3 separate regions of the Ovis aries genome follow, and regions 2 and 3 are each linked to region 1. The links are chromatin contacts, called in public Hi-C maps. All regions are on one chromosome and are shown on one strand. Each heading gives the region's core, a stretch centred on a gene start, on an enhancer-like site or on the middle of the called end of the contact. The rest is flanking DNA. Distances are from core to core; before and after follow the strand shown. Region 1 holds the start of NFAM1 (NFAT activating protein with ITAM motif 1). Region 2 holds the start of NDUFA6 (NADH:ubiquinone oxidoreductase subunit A6). Region 3 holds the start of SEPTIN3 (septin 3).

What was found. Hi-C and Micro-C count contacts between places; a contact is called where the count stands out from the background.
Region 2: a Hi-C map of hypothalamus shows a contact between it and region 1, with 2.6 times the contacts expected there. The contact joins the promoter of NDUFA6 here to the promoter of NFAM1 in region 1. A contact is called at or near these places in 2 of 16 Hi-C or Micro-C datasets (hypothalamus and tail adipose tissue).
Region 3: a contact with region 1 is called in a Hi-C map of muscle, with 5 times the contacts expected there. The contact joins the promoter of SEPTIN3 here to the promoter of NFAM1 in region 1. A contact is called at or near these places in 4 of 16 Hi-C or Micro-C datasets (hypothalamus, liver, muscle and 1 more).

Annotation. Positions count from the first base shown.
Region 1 is chr3:219,271,397-219,275,527 of ARS-UI_Ramb_v3.0, forward strand. It overlaps NFAM1 (NFAT activating protein with ITAM motif 1), which reads right to left and starts at 1,544. Exons shown (of 6, transcript XM_027966003.3): 1 at 1,420-1,544. The coding sequence starts at 1,525.
Region 2 is chr3:218,910,084-218,914,144 of ARS-UI_Ramb_v3.0, forward strand. NDUFA6 (NADH:ubiquinone oxidoreductase subunit A6) reads right to left here and starts at 2,626. Exons shown (of 3, transcript XM_027968166.2): 1 at 2,473-2,626. The coding sequence starts at 2,611. LOC132659504 (a long non-coding RNA gene) reads left to right here and starts at 2,817. Exons shown (of 2, transcript XR_009600042.1): 1 at 2,817-3,043.
Region 3 is chr3:218,802,661-218,806,603 of ARS-UI_Ramb_v3.0, forward strand. It overlaps SEPTIN3 (septin 3), which reads left to right and starts at 2,686. Exons shown (of 11, transcript XM_042247815.2): 1 at 2,686-3,943. It overlaps LOC132659642 (a long non-coding RNA gene), which reads right to left. Exons shown (of 2, transcript XR_009600303.1): 2 at 1,807-2,965.

The DNA.
Region 1 (4,131 bases), core at 294-2,793:
GTTTCAACACGTTGTCACCAAGAAGCTGCATTTCCTCAGCCTTCCTTGAATTGGGGGTGGTGGTTGGTGATGGGGTGGGGGGTGTGAGGTGCACAGGAGATGACCTCACAGGGGCTGGGCTGTCAGGCCTGCGGTAGGGGTGGGTACACCCAGTTGAGTCTTGCCTTCCCAAAGGGGTAGATTTTTTGTGAAGGATGTTCTTTACAAAGAAAGGCAAGAGGATCCCTGGAGCCCACTTCTAAGGGTCAGTTCAGAGCTGAACCTGGCCTCTACTCACCCTCCAGGCTGTGGGCCAGCTATGCTGGGCCTCAATTTCTCGGTGCTTACATGGTGCCAGTGGGAACAGCACCCCAAGGGTACCTTGAAGGGGCCTGAGTACAAGTGTAAAGCCCAGCTTATGTGCGCAGAGAGGCTAATTTATGATAATAAGAGTAGATGTCGAGCCTCCCTGGTGGTTCAGTGGCTAAGACTCTGCTCTCCCAAAGCAGGGGGCCCGCGTTAATTCCCTGGTCAGGGAACTAGATCCCACATGCCACAACTAAGAATTCACATGTTGCAACTAGAGATCTCGCATGTCGCAACTAACACCCAGCGCAGCCAAATAAATACATTTTTAAAAAATACATGGACAAATATAGCTGTTATTGCTTATGGTATGAGTGAAAGGGAGAGGATGGAGCAGAAGGGTGGGAGCAGCTCCTAGAAGGCTCATAAAAATCAAGGTGAATGAAAAGGGAAGCATCCAGCCTGCACCCAGCCTGCCCAGCGGGATGGGCAGAGGCTGGGGCTACAGGAGGGTGGGCACTGCCCAGGTGAGACAGCCTCAGAGACCCCAGAGCCAGGGTGGGCAGCCCTGGTGGGGGACACTCCTGGGAGTTCCCTGGTCTGGATGAACTGGCCCCTAGGCCACCCATCCTAGGGCCAGGCTTGGATCCATCCCCTCAGCTTCCCAGGCTCCTTGCCCTATGACCAGCGGTGGCCTCCCTCCCTCAGCCCCACCCCTCCCAACGGGGAACTGCAACACCAATGGGCAGGTTCAAGGCGTGGGTTCCGCAATCAGATACCTTGGGGGTGAGCTGCCCCTCCCCAGAGATCCCACACCCCACCGGATGGCCCCCCTTCCCAGCCCACAGCAACGCCCACCCACCTCGCTGAGGGGCCAGGGGGTCAGGAGGAGCCGAGAGGGAGGCTGTTCCAGCAGCGAGAGGGGGCCTCGGCCCCGCCTCTTCAAAAGCCACCTCGGCAAGGCATTAGCTAAACATCTCCTGGTCCCCGAAGGCTTCCCCTGTGAAGTCTGCAATGTTCAAACGCAACCAGCAAATCCCCGGAGACGGGTCCGGGGAATTAGCCGCGCGGCGGATGAAAGCGGCTGTGATGTGCGCGAGGCAGAGAGCTCGGGAGGAGGGGAGGACCGCGTACCTGCGCCTGCCAGCGGCAGGGTCCAGGGGAGCAGGATCAAGCCCAGCAGCCCGGGGGCCGGGAGGGGGCCCGGCCGGGCCCTAGGCCGAGGAGGCCAGCTCTCCATCGGGGCCTCCTTCCTCTTTAGGTCGCGGGCGGGGACAGCCTGCTGGTAGCCACGGTTGCCCTTGGCGTCCTTAACAGGCTCCTCCCCGGCCGGCCTTCTGCTTCCTCCAGGTCTCAGTTGACCGCCTTGTCCTCTCAATGACCCCGGACTTTCCTGGTGGGAACAGTTTCAGGCCAGGACGCCGCCAGGCGAGGATCTGGGGCTCCCAGCCGTCCAAGATGTGCAGATGTGACTTGGAGCGCCAAGAACTGATGCTTTTGAACTGTGGTGCTGGAGAAGACTCTTAACCTTCCTTTGGAATGCAAGGAGATCCAACCAGTCCATCCTTAAGGAAATCAACCCTGAATATTCATTGGAAGGACTGATGCTGAAGCTCCACCTGATGCGAAGAGATAACGCATTGCAAAAGACCCTGATGCTGGGAAACATTGAGGGCAAGAGGAGAAGGGGGTGACAGAGGATGAGATGGTCAGATGATATCACTGACTCAATGGACATGGGTTTGAGCAGACTCTGGGAGACAGCAAAGGACGGGAAGCCTGGCATGCTTCAGTCCATGGGATCGCAAAGAGCTGGGCACGACTCAGTGACTGAACAACAGCAACAAGGACATGCCAAACAGAGAGGGGCTAGGCCTCCCGTTCCCGCCCCACCCTCACCCCTGAGGCGGTGGCTTCTCCCCTTCTCAGCCCCTTTTCTGCTGGATAAACTAGCCCAAAGGAGGGCAGGTCTAGCTGCTCAGGCCTGAAACTCTAAAAACACAATGGACCAACCCCATTCACACAAACTGCCTCTTGGAAATAGCCCAGGAGCCCCTTGGATCAAGGTACTCCTCAAAGAGGATGGTTTGGGATGTGGGGGTGGAAGGGGCTAGGGGGATGAGGGAGGGACAGGCATTTGGGGGTGGGGGTGGGCAAGAGCCCCAAGTTTCCAGCCTTTCACAGAGACCAAAAAGCCTGCTGTCTTTCCTTAGCCCAGCAACAGCCACCGTGGGGGTCCCCCTGAGAGGCCCAGCAGATACCTCCCCTCAGACCCTCCTCAGATGTCTTACCTGCTGCCGCTCCCCTAAACTCGTGCTGCCCCTCCGCCACCAGGAGGCCCAGGAATCGCTTCCCCATCAGGAGTGAACCTCAGTCCCTGTCCTCCCCTCCAAAGGCCCCCAACACAGGTCAGTGACTACCTGCCTCTTGGGTCCCTCTCCCCAGCAGACTGGGAGCCGGTGCAGGCCTGGCGTTCTGGAGCCCCGCACCAGGCAGAGCCGGATGGCATGGGGGACAGCTGCATGCCTGCCTGTCCAGAGAGGCAGAGGGAAGGGGTCTGGGGTGGAGGTGAGCAGCCAGCCGGCCCGCAGAGGAAGGCGGGGGGCACTGAAGGTGGTGAGTTCCAGCACAAGCTGAACACGCTCCCTTTTCCCCCATCATTGTGGGTGGTCCTCTGTCGTTGATTGTGTCAGACTCTTAACCCCACAGGCTGCAGCCCACCGGGCTCCTCCATCCGTGGGGTTCTCCAGGCAAGAATACCAGGGTGAGTGGCCATGCCCCACTCCAGGGGATCTTCCCGGCCCCAGGGATCAAACTCGAGTCTCCTGCAAATCACCTGCATTACAGGCGGATTCCTTACCGAGGGATCTCCTAGGGCCACCGAGGAAGCCCCTAGTACCCCATCAACCCTCAAGATCAAGGCTTTTATCCCAATCTGACGAACTCTGCCCCCAAGAGGCAAAGCAATATGCCCATGATAGGGGCAGCCCGGCTGGGTGAAGCCAGAGCCTCTCTTCCCATCCCTAACTGGCCTCCAGGGATGGCAACACTGGGTCCAGCTTCTGCCCTTGGTCTAAATGCTTTCCCCTCAGCCACTGAGCACACGAACAGTGAAAACCAGAAAGCTGTTTCCTACCAACTCCAGGAGCACCGGGAGGACGGCAGGCAGTAGGGCCCGCCCGCCAGGTGAGGAAGACAGATGAACCGCAGACACTTCTGCGGGCTGGGGGGTGGCAGGACCCCAGTGGTACTGACTGTGGATCCATCACCGTGATACATGATCACAGATGTCGCGGTGAGACACAGATAATCGGCTTCACGCTGTCTCCGAGCTCCTGGGGGGAGCAGGTTGTCTAAGCACCTCGATGCCATGGTGATAGACGTCATGTTAATGCCTCCATGCACGGAGGGAGCGTTATAAAGGCATCGGTCTGAGCCTCCAGGAGTCTCTTTATGACTTGGCATCTGGAGGCAGCCGAGTGCCAGGCTGCCTCGGAGCAGGGACCCCTGCCTGTCCCCTCTGGGGCCGCTCTGCCCCCCTCACCCCTGCGACCACCAACACAGAGCCTGCGGTCCCCTAATGGTGCTGCCTGCGCCCTGGGTCTGCACGCCCCTGGGTCCTAGGAACTTTGCCACCTCTGGGCCCGAGTCTAGCCTGCAGCCTCTTGCCTTCCTGGGGGTCTCCCATTTGTCTTTTTTTTTTTTCACCTCTGACTCCCCTGAGCCTAGCACAGGGCTGGCACCTGGTCTGTGCCCAATAAATCCTGGTGCATGAATGAAGGATGAATGAGCCCAAGTGCCTCCCTCCAAGGCTGGCTGTGGAGGTGGGTGCCTCTGGGCATCAGA
Region 2 (4,061 bases), core at 1,376-3,875, 360 kb before region 1:
GAAAGCTGAGCACCGAAGAATTGATGCTTTTGAACTGTGGTGTTAGAGAAGACTCTTGAAAGTCCCTTGGACTGCAAAGAGATCCAACCAGTCTATCTTAAAGGAAATCAGTCCTGAATATTCATTGGACTGATGCTGAAGCTGAAACTCCAGTACTTTGCCCACCTGATGCGAAGAACTGACTCACTAGAAAAGACCCTGATGCTGGGAAAGATGAAGGCAGGAGGCGAAGGGAATGACAGAGGATGAGATGGTTGGATGGCATTACTGACTCAATGGACATGAGTTTGAGTAAGCTCCAGGAGTTGGTGATGGACAGGGAAGCCTGGCATGCTGCAGTCCATGGGGTTGCAAAGAGTTGAATACAACTGAGCGACTGAACTGAACATAATAATTACAATGATGAATGTTAGATATGAATGAATGTTAGTTATTATGAATACTTTTACTTATTCCCCATCTTTAGTTTGGATCCTCAGGTGAAATCTTGTGGTGGATATCATGACACCAGCGTACACAGGCCTGAGCAAACAAGCTGCAGATTACTGATCCTCCGCACAAAGATGCTGCACCCCCTTGGCCCCACTACATGGAATCTCCCCTGCTCTACAGGCTCCTATAATCCCCTGGTTTCTCCTCCTCTTCTCAGGACCCTCCTGACTCTGGGCTTATCTTCTCAAACAGTATTTGAGGGACAGTCTTGAAGGGTGTTGGTTCTGAATTAACTGAATACCTGGGTTCTAGCCTCAGTTCAGCCATTGATGTTTTACCCTTTGCAAAGTATTCTTCCTGTCATCTGGGTCTTGTTCCCCACCTCCTGTCCTCCCTGCAACAAGAAAACATTCTTGGGTACCCACGAAGTGTTCTGCCAGGCAAACCTATTTTCTAAACATCTGCATTTGAATACACACACCACCTCACACACTAGCGACAGTCACTGCCCTATACTTATCCATCTGTTCCCTGGAGGTCTGTGAATTTGTAGTCCCTGAGCCCGCGGACCACTCAAGTTTCTCCCTTCCTTGTATCCTATGGGTTTCAAGTTTAAATTCTGATCCTTGAAAACCTCTTAAAAAGTCAGCCTGAGGGCAGTGACACTGTGGAGCAGACACAGCTCTCATACAGTAAAGAGCTGGGTTCTGCATGGAAAGTAAGCCCTATCAGTAACAGTAACAATAACAAGACAAGAGGAGCTGCCAGCATTTAAGGAGTGTCTAAATGTCAGACCCTATGCCAAGTACTTTAGATGCATAAACTTATTTAATAGAGCAACTGTCTGAAGAAGGTACTATTATCATTCTACACATGAGGAAACTGAGGCATAGTGAGATGAAATAGCTTGCTCATGGTAACACAGCTAGTAAGGGCCAGGGTTTGGAGGCAAGTCCAGATAACTACATTCTCCTGCTTCTCACACACAGGCAAGGAAGCGGCAACCCTGAGAGCTCTGGTGCTCAGGTCATTTAAAAACACGTCTCCTCTCAAACCACCAGTGGCGGCCTCCATTAAAACACACTTCTCCAGCGGATCTTTCCAACCCAGGGATCGAACCCTGGTCTCCAGCATTGTAGGCAGATTCTTTATCGACAGAGCTAGCAGGGAAGCCCTAAAACACCGTAAGTCAGATTAGACAATTACAAAATATGGACAGTGCCTGACATTTGTACTGCCCTTGACACTTTGCCCAACTTTTCTTTGGTCAGGGACACTGGGCAGCAGCACTGATGGAGATGCCAAGACAAAATCTCTCTGAACCCAGGGAACTTATGTCTAAGTCCTTCAGGAGGACAGACTGGTTCTCTAAGTGAAGACAGGAGTTCTGGTGCAAGCAGGGAAAGGAGTTCCTAAGGAATATTAGGGGCCTGTGGAGCTGGGTAAAAAGACCTGGGAGACTGCAGAAGGAGGCCACCTAAACCGGAGGGACTGGAAAAGGCACCACCATCTTTCTGGATGACCTTGGGAAACTCACTTCCCTTCTCTGGTACTGTTTCTTTGCGGTCGATGTGGGAACCAGGTGGTCGCTGAAACCCCACAACCCTTCTGTTTATATAACCTAATGGGAATCTGTAAATACATTCAGGAACTCGAGTAGGGCTCCAGATCCACCAGGGGCGGGCCCTCGGCCGTGCACAGATCACTTCGACTCTAAGTGCCTCGACTGCTTCATCTACAAAACGAAGTGTGTCACTGACAGTCCCTGCTCTCCCTCCCAAGGGTTCAGGAAGAATTAGGGGGCCAAACAGCGAGGGCTCCTAGAAACGCGGTTCCGACCCACAGCACGGCTGGTATGGCCCCCGCGCAGCCGCCAGGTCAGGTCCACCAAGGCTCGTGTGACCCTACTCGCCTGAAGCGCTCGGAATCACCTCTGCTCAAGTTGGTGACCTCAGCTCGGCCCGGCAGAAATGGGAGGCCGGGACGGCTGCGACCTTGGGCGGCTGCCTCCCGGGCCCCGCGTGAGCCGCTGCCTCTCACCAGTGTTCGGCACCTCCCGATACCAGGCGCGGTAGAGCTCGCGCACCCTCCGCTTGGCCTCGTTCATGTCCCGACTGAAAATAGGCTTCACCGAGGTGCTGGCTGCAACAGCAGCCTGCCGGAGTCCACTCGCCGCCATCTTGCTGAGAAAATCACTTCCCAGCTCCACCCCGTTTCAACCTGTAAGTGCAGCCGAGGTACGAATCTTTTTTCTCATTGGCTAGAACTTAAAGTCCCGCCCCTAAATGCCACTGGTGGGCGGGTAAACGGATACAGAGCTCTCTGATTGGCGGGGAAACCCCTCTCTCTGGGTGGAGACAGGCAGGTGTAGGCTGCGCATGCTCACCTGCGGAATCGTACGGCCTGCCGTTGGGCGTCCTAACTGTTGCCCGACCGCGCTGACAGGGGGCGCTCAGGCCCAGACTGGCGGCAGTGCCCGAGCCTGCTGACCGGCGTCCACTGCATCACGCCCGCGAGCCGCTCCGGGCGCTGCTGTGGTAACGTACATCGGCGCGCGCTTCGTGGAGCTTCTATATCAGCTCGCCACGCTCGGGTCACGGGCCCTCCTGAGGTAGATAATGGCGCCTGGGCTGCTGTGTCGTCGGCCTGGCCCCTCTGCAGATTTTCTGCAGCTGTTTTTCCCCACCTTTAAGCCAACTCTTTCGAAGCTCAGTATAGAAGTGCACGCGCTCTCCTGGCCTTGAGCTTCTTTGTGCTTCTCCCCAGCCCAGGGAGGTAGCTTATATCATCTGTTCCCATTTTAGATGGGGACGTTTTCATCCCAAACTCTGGATGAAATTCTGTGAAAACAGCCCAGAATTTTGGAGCTGGAAGGAACCTTGGGTCGTCCATTCTGGGTACCTCTCTTTTTCCTGGTATTTTTCTATTATTTATTTATTTAGTTTTCAGCCACGCCTGCGTGGCAGTGGGGTCTCAGTTCCCCGACCAATGGCCCCTATAGTGGAAGCTTAAAGTCTTAACCACTGGACTGCTGGGGAAGCCCCTTTCCTGACATTTGTCTACTGAGGCTATCTCTGAACGTCAGGGGGAGAGCCTAGAAGAGTAAAAGGAAAAATAACAGCTAACAACATATCAGGCGGTGGGTAGATATTGTTAGTCTTCCTTCATCTCCTAGGCCAGGTAGGTCCTGTTAGCACCCCCATGTTACAGGTGAGGAAGCTGAAATGGTGCAGGCTAGGTTACTTGCCATTTTAGGTTCTGCACCAGACTGACTGCTGTCTGGAGTCTTATCTATCTCGTCTGGAGTCTGTCTATCTCTTCTGGAAATGCATTTGACAAACACCTTATGAGTGTTAGGGAAGGAGAAGTCAGGGCTGAACTTGGCTTTGAGACCTCAGCCACCATAGGGGATGGACCTGCATCTAGCCTAGTCTTTCCCATTGTAAAGGATAAAAAACTGGATTTCTCCCCTTGTGCTATTTTTTTAGTGTACATTGAAGTGAGTCGTGTGTTTAAAGAAAGCATGTAACGTGTAAGTTATAAGGGATAACAGAATGGGAACTTTTGAACTTCAATACCCGCCTCAAGAAGTTGTAGTACAGTTAAGATTTATGTAAAGTGTTCAGTTC
Region 3 (3,943 bases), core at 1,436-3,935, 470 kb before region 1:
AGCAACTTGATGTGAGGGCCCGATAATAGTAAATCCTATAAAGCTGTTCATTTAAATCGCGTTCTTAGGGGGATTTCCCTGGTGGTCCAGTGGTTAAGAATCCGCCTGCCAGTGCAGGGGACCAGGCCCAAGCCCTGGCCAGCGCTCTAGAGTCTGCTCTGCAACAGGAGAAACCGCTGCAGCAAGAAGCCTGCACCCTGCAGTGAAGGGAGTCCCCGCGTAGAGAAAACCCACGCACAGCGACGGAGACCCAGTGCGGCCAAAAATAAAGAAAGAAAAATCAGTCGCATTCTGGGGGGCAAGTTTCCTGTTCTCAGACACACGACTGAATTCACCAAGCATTTCCGTGTACCAGGCACAGAGATTTCATAGATGATTAAAGCTCAGAGGAATGCCCCCTGCCAGCGCCTGGCATTGTGCTCAGCTCACGTCAGGTTCTTGTCGCGCCCTGGCTGTTTGTATACCGCTCCTGCCCTGCCTGCCTCACTGGGTTGTGGCAAATGTCAAAGGAGACAGTTGGCAAGAAAGCAGTGTATGAATGGTATGCAGAATACAGCTCTTCTCCTGAACCCCGCAGAGGCGTGTCACACACCTGCTCCTGGCACCAAGAATTCAAAGACAAAGAAGAGATAATCTCCCAATCAAAGGAACTCCCAGACTGGAGGGCCAGATGGATATGTGATCAGAGAACAACTGTAACTGTAGCAAGAGAAGGATGTGTAAGAAACTGAAAAGAGAACTGAATCCCAGGAAGGGGTTTATCAAGGAGGATATGACTGCTGATGTGGGTTTTGAAGGCTGAATAAGAGTTTTCCCTGTAAAGAGAAGAGGAGCTGGCAAGCGCAAAGCCGTGGAGGTTAGGGAGGACCCAGTCCTTTTTGAGGATTGTGAGGGGTGTCACGTGGTCCCAGCACAGAATACCAGTGCCTTAAGTGGTGGGAGAGGAGCCTGAACAAGCCAAAAGTTGTGTTTCAAGTAAGGCTTAGGTCCAGGGGGAGAACCTGATCACTCTCTAGTTGCCACCTCCTCCAGGAAGCCTTCCCTGACCCCACCAGCAGCTTTCCCTGTTTTGGCCCCAGTCTTGTGCTGTGATTTTGGGCACATGTCTGTGGAGAGCTGGCATGAGGCATCATGCTTGTTGGATGAATGGCACCTGTCTCTCTGTCTTGCCAGAGACAGCCCAGCTGCTGAGAGACAAAGATTTTAGAGAGGCTTGGAGGCTTCTTGGAGGTCAGGTTGTTATGCAGGTTTTAAAAGTAAGGGAGGTTTTGAAGAGCCCTGGGAGCTCTCCTTTCCCACCATCTGATTGCTGTCAGGAAATGGTGGGTGTGACTGGGCTGGGCCCAGGACAGGAGGCGGGAATGTGCAGGGTCCCTGCGTAGGCTTGGCTGCAATGTTCGGACTCTGGCCCCGGGGGAAGGCATAGGCTGCTCATTGTTCTACCCCCTCGCTCTCCACTCGGACTGAACGAGCCGGCCTTGGGAAGGTTTGAGGGACCAGCTTTGGGAGGAGGGTGGCAACTACCCCCACCCCCCACCCCACAAAAGATCATCACACGGTCAGCCAGCATCCTTACCAAGAACCCTGGGAACACAAAGCCCCTTCTCCTACACCCCATCAAGTGAAGGACGCAGGGCTCAGAGTTTGGAGCCCTGGAGATGTGGGTGTCCAGCTACTCGTTCATTGGGTAAAGCCTGGCAAGTCCACTACCCTCTCTGTATCTGCAGCTGTAAACAACTGGAATTGATGCAGAGGTCCCTGGAAAACACAAGGGTAAATAAAAGAAGAAATCAGAATTACGAGCAATTATTTCCTTTTTTTTTCTTTTTTTTTTCGGAGAAGGCAATGGCACCCCACTCCAGTACTCTTGTCTGGAAAATCCCATGGATGGAGGAGCCTGGTAGGCTGCAGTCCACGGGGTCTCTAAGAGTCCGACACGACTGAGCGACTTCATTCTCACTTTTCACTTTCATGCATTGGAGAAGGAAATGGCAACGCACTCCAGTGTTCTTGCCTGGAGAATCCCAGGGACGGGGGAGCCTAATGGGCTGCCATCTATGGGGTCACACAGAGTCGGACACAACTGAAGCGATTTAGCAGCAGCAGCAGCATTTCCTTTTTTAAAGAGGTTTTTTTTTTTTTTTGATGTAAACTGTTTTGTGAAGTCTTTACTTTGTTACAATATTGTTTCCGTTTTATGTTTTGGTTTTTTGGCCACAAGGCACATGGGATCTTAGCTCCTCAGTCGGGCATTAAACCCACACCCCTTGCACGGGAAGGCGAGGTCTTAACCACTAGACCACCAGGGAAGTCCCCAAGACAGTCATTTCAGTGGCAGAGGCCTGAATTCATTGTATGATGGTTAATGTGTTGGCACCTCTCACTGCATCCTCACAGCCGTGCGTGTGGGCCAGTTCTGCTCAGTTCTTGCACACGGTAGGGTTAATCTCCTTGCTTCCTTGTGATGGCTGGGACAATTCAACTAGTTCTTGCCAGTGAGTTGTGATCGGAAAAGTCCAGGCCAATGCATTTCATAGCTAGTGCATGCCTCACCAGTGTCTCCTGCCTTCTGCCTCAATGACTAGCCCAGCTCCAGAAGGTGGCTGCTCCATCAGCCTGGGTCCCCGAGATGACATGGAGCAGAGCCAAACGGCAGTGGACACGAGGCATGAATCAGAAACAAGCATTCCATATTACAAGCCATTGAGATTTTGGAATTGTTTGTGACTGCGACATAATTTAACCCGTCTTGATTGATACAATTTCCAGTTCACAGATGAAGAAACAGGAGCTCACAGAGATCAACTTGTTCAAAATCGCACAGCTGTAACACACCCAGGTTGGAGACTCTAGAGCTCGAGTCACTTGTCTGGGAGGCTACCACGAGGATTTTTTGCTTGGGTGGAGGTCTGTCCTTTGAGGCCACTTTCAGACCTGTCAATCTTTCCTTTGGCGGTAAAGAAACCTGGGTACAGACACAAGGCGGGTGGTCATTGCCACTTTGGGCCACTAGGGGGCAGCTGAACACAAGTTTGCAATCACAGGACAGGCAGTTGTGACTTAGCAGTAGCAGTTTTCTCTAGGCCCCCCAGAATGGAAGAGAGAGCTGGGGAAGATGGGCAGTAGGAATACCGAGATGAACAAGACTCATACCTTGCTTTCAAGGCCCTAACATTCTGGCATGGAGCAAGATGGAGGAGTTCTAGACCTTCAAGAGGCCACATGAAGGCATCTGGTCCCTATTTGAAAAGGCAACTTGAGGCCCAGATGGACAAGAGATCTGATAGAAGCTACACACTGAGTCACTGGCCGAAGAGAGGAGAGAAGCTAAGACCCCCGACTCCAGCTCAGAGATGATGCGATCCAGTGGGGTGGGCGGTAAAAGCTCCCCCCCCCAGCACAACACAATCCAGAAAGAGCTGTGCCAGCCCCTCCCCCAGCCTCGTCTGTTCTTCCAGGAACCAGGCTGGTCCTCAGGCCTCAAAGGCAGGGGAGAAGGGGAGAGAACTCCAGGCAGATCCCCTCCCCCACCCAACCTTCCAGCAGGTTGCCCTGGCAACCCAGGAACAGCCAAGTTTGAAAACCTAAAGCTGGAGGAGGAGAGAATGGATAAGAAGAGGGACAGTTCCTAGGTCCACGTATCCACCACTCACTGAATCATTTTTTGTCTTTCATTCATTCATTCTACAGAAACTTAAGAGGCTAATCCTTGCCAGGCCCTGGGGGAAGACTCAGAGAAGAATAAAATCTGGGCCCTTCAGAACTATGCTGTCCAATATGATAACCATAAATTAAAATGAAATAAACATTCAGTTCCGTGTTCGCTGTAGCCACATGGTAAGTGCTCACGAGCCGCGTGTGGTCAGCGGCCATCACATTGGACAGCACAGATATAGAACGCTCCCATTATCGCAGAAAGTTCTGTAGGCCAGTGCGGCTCCAG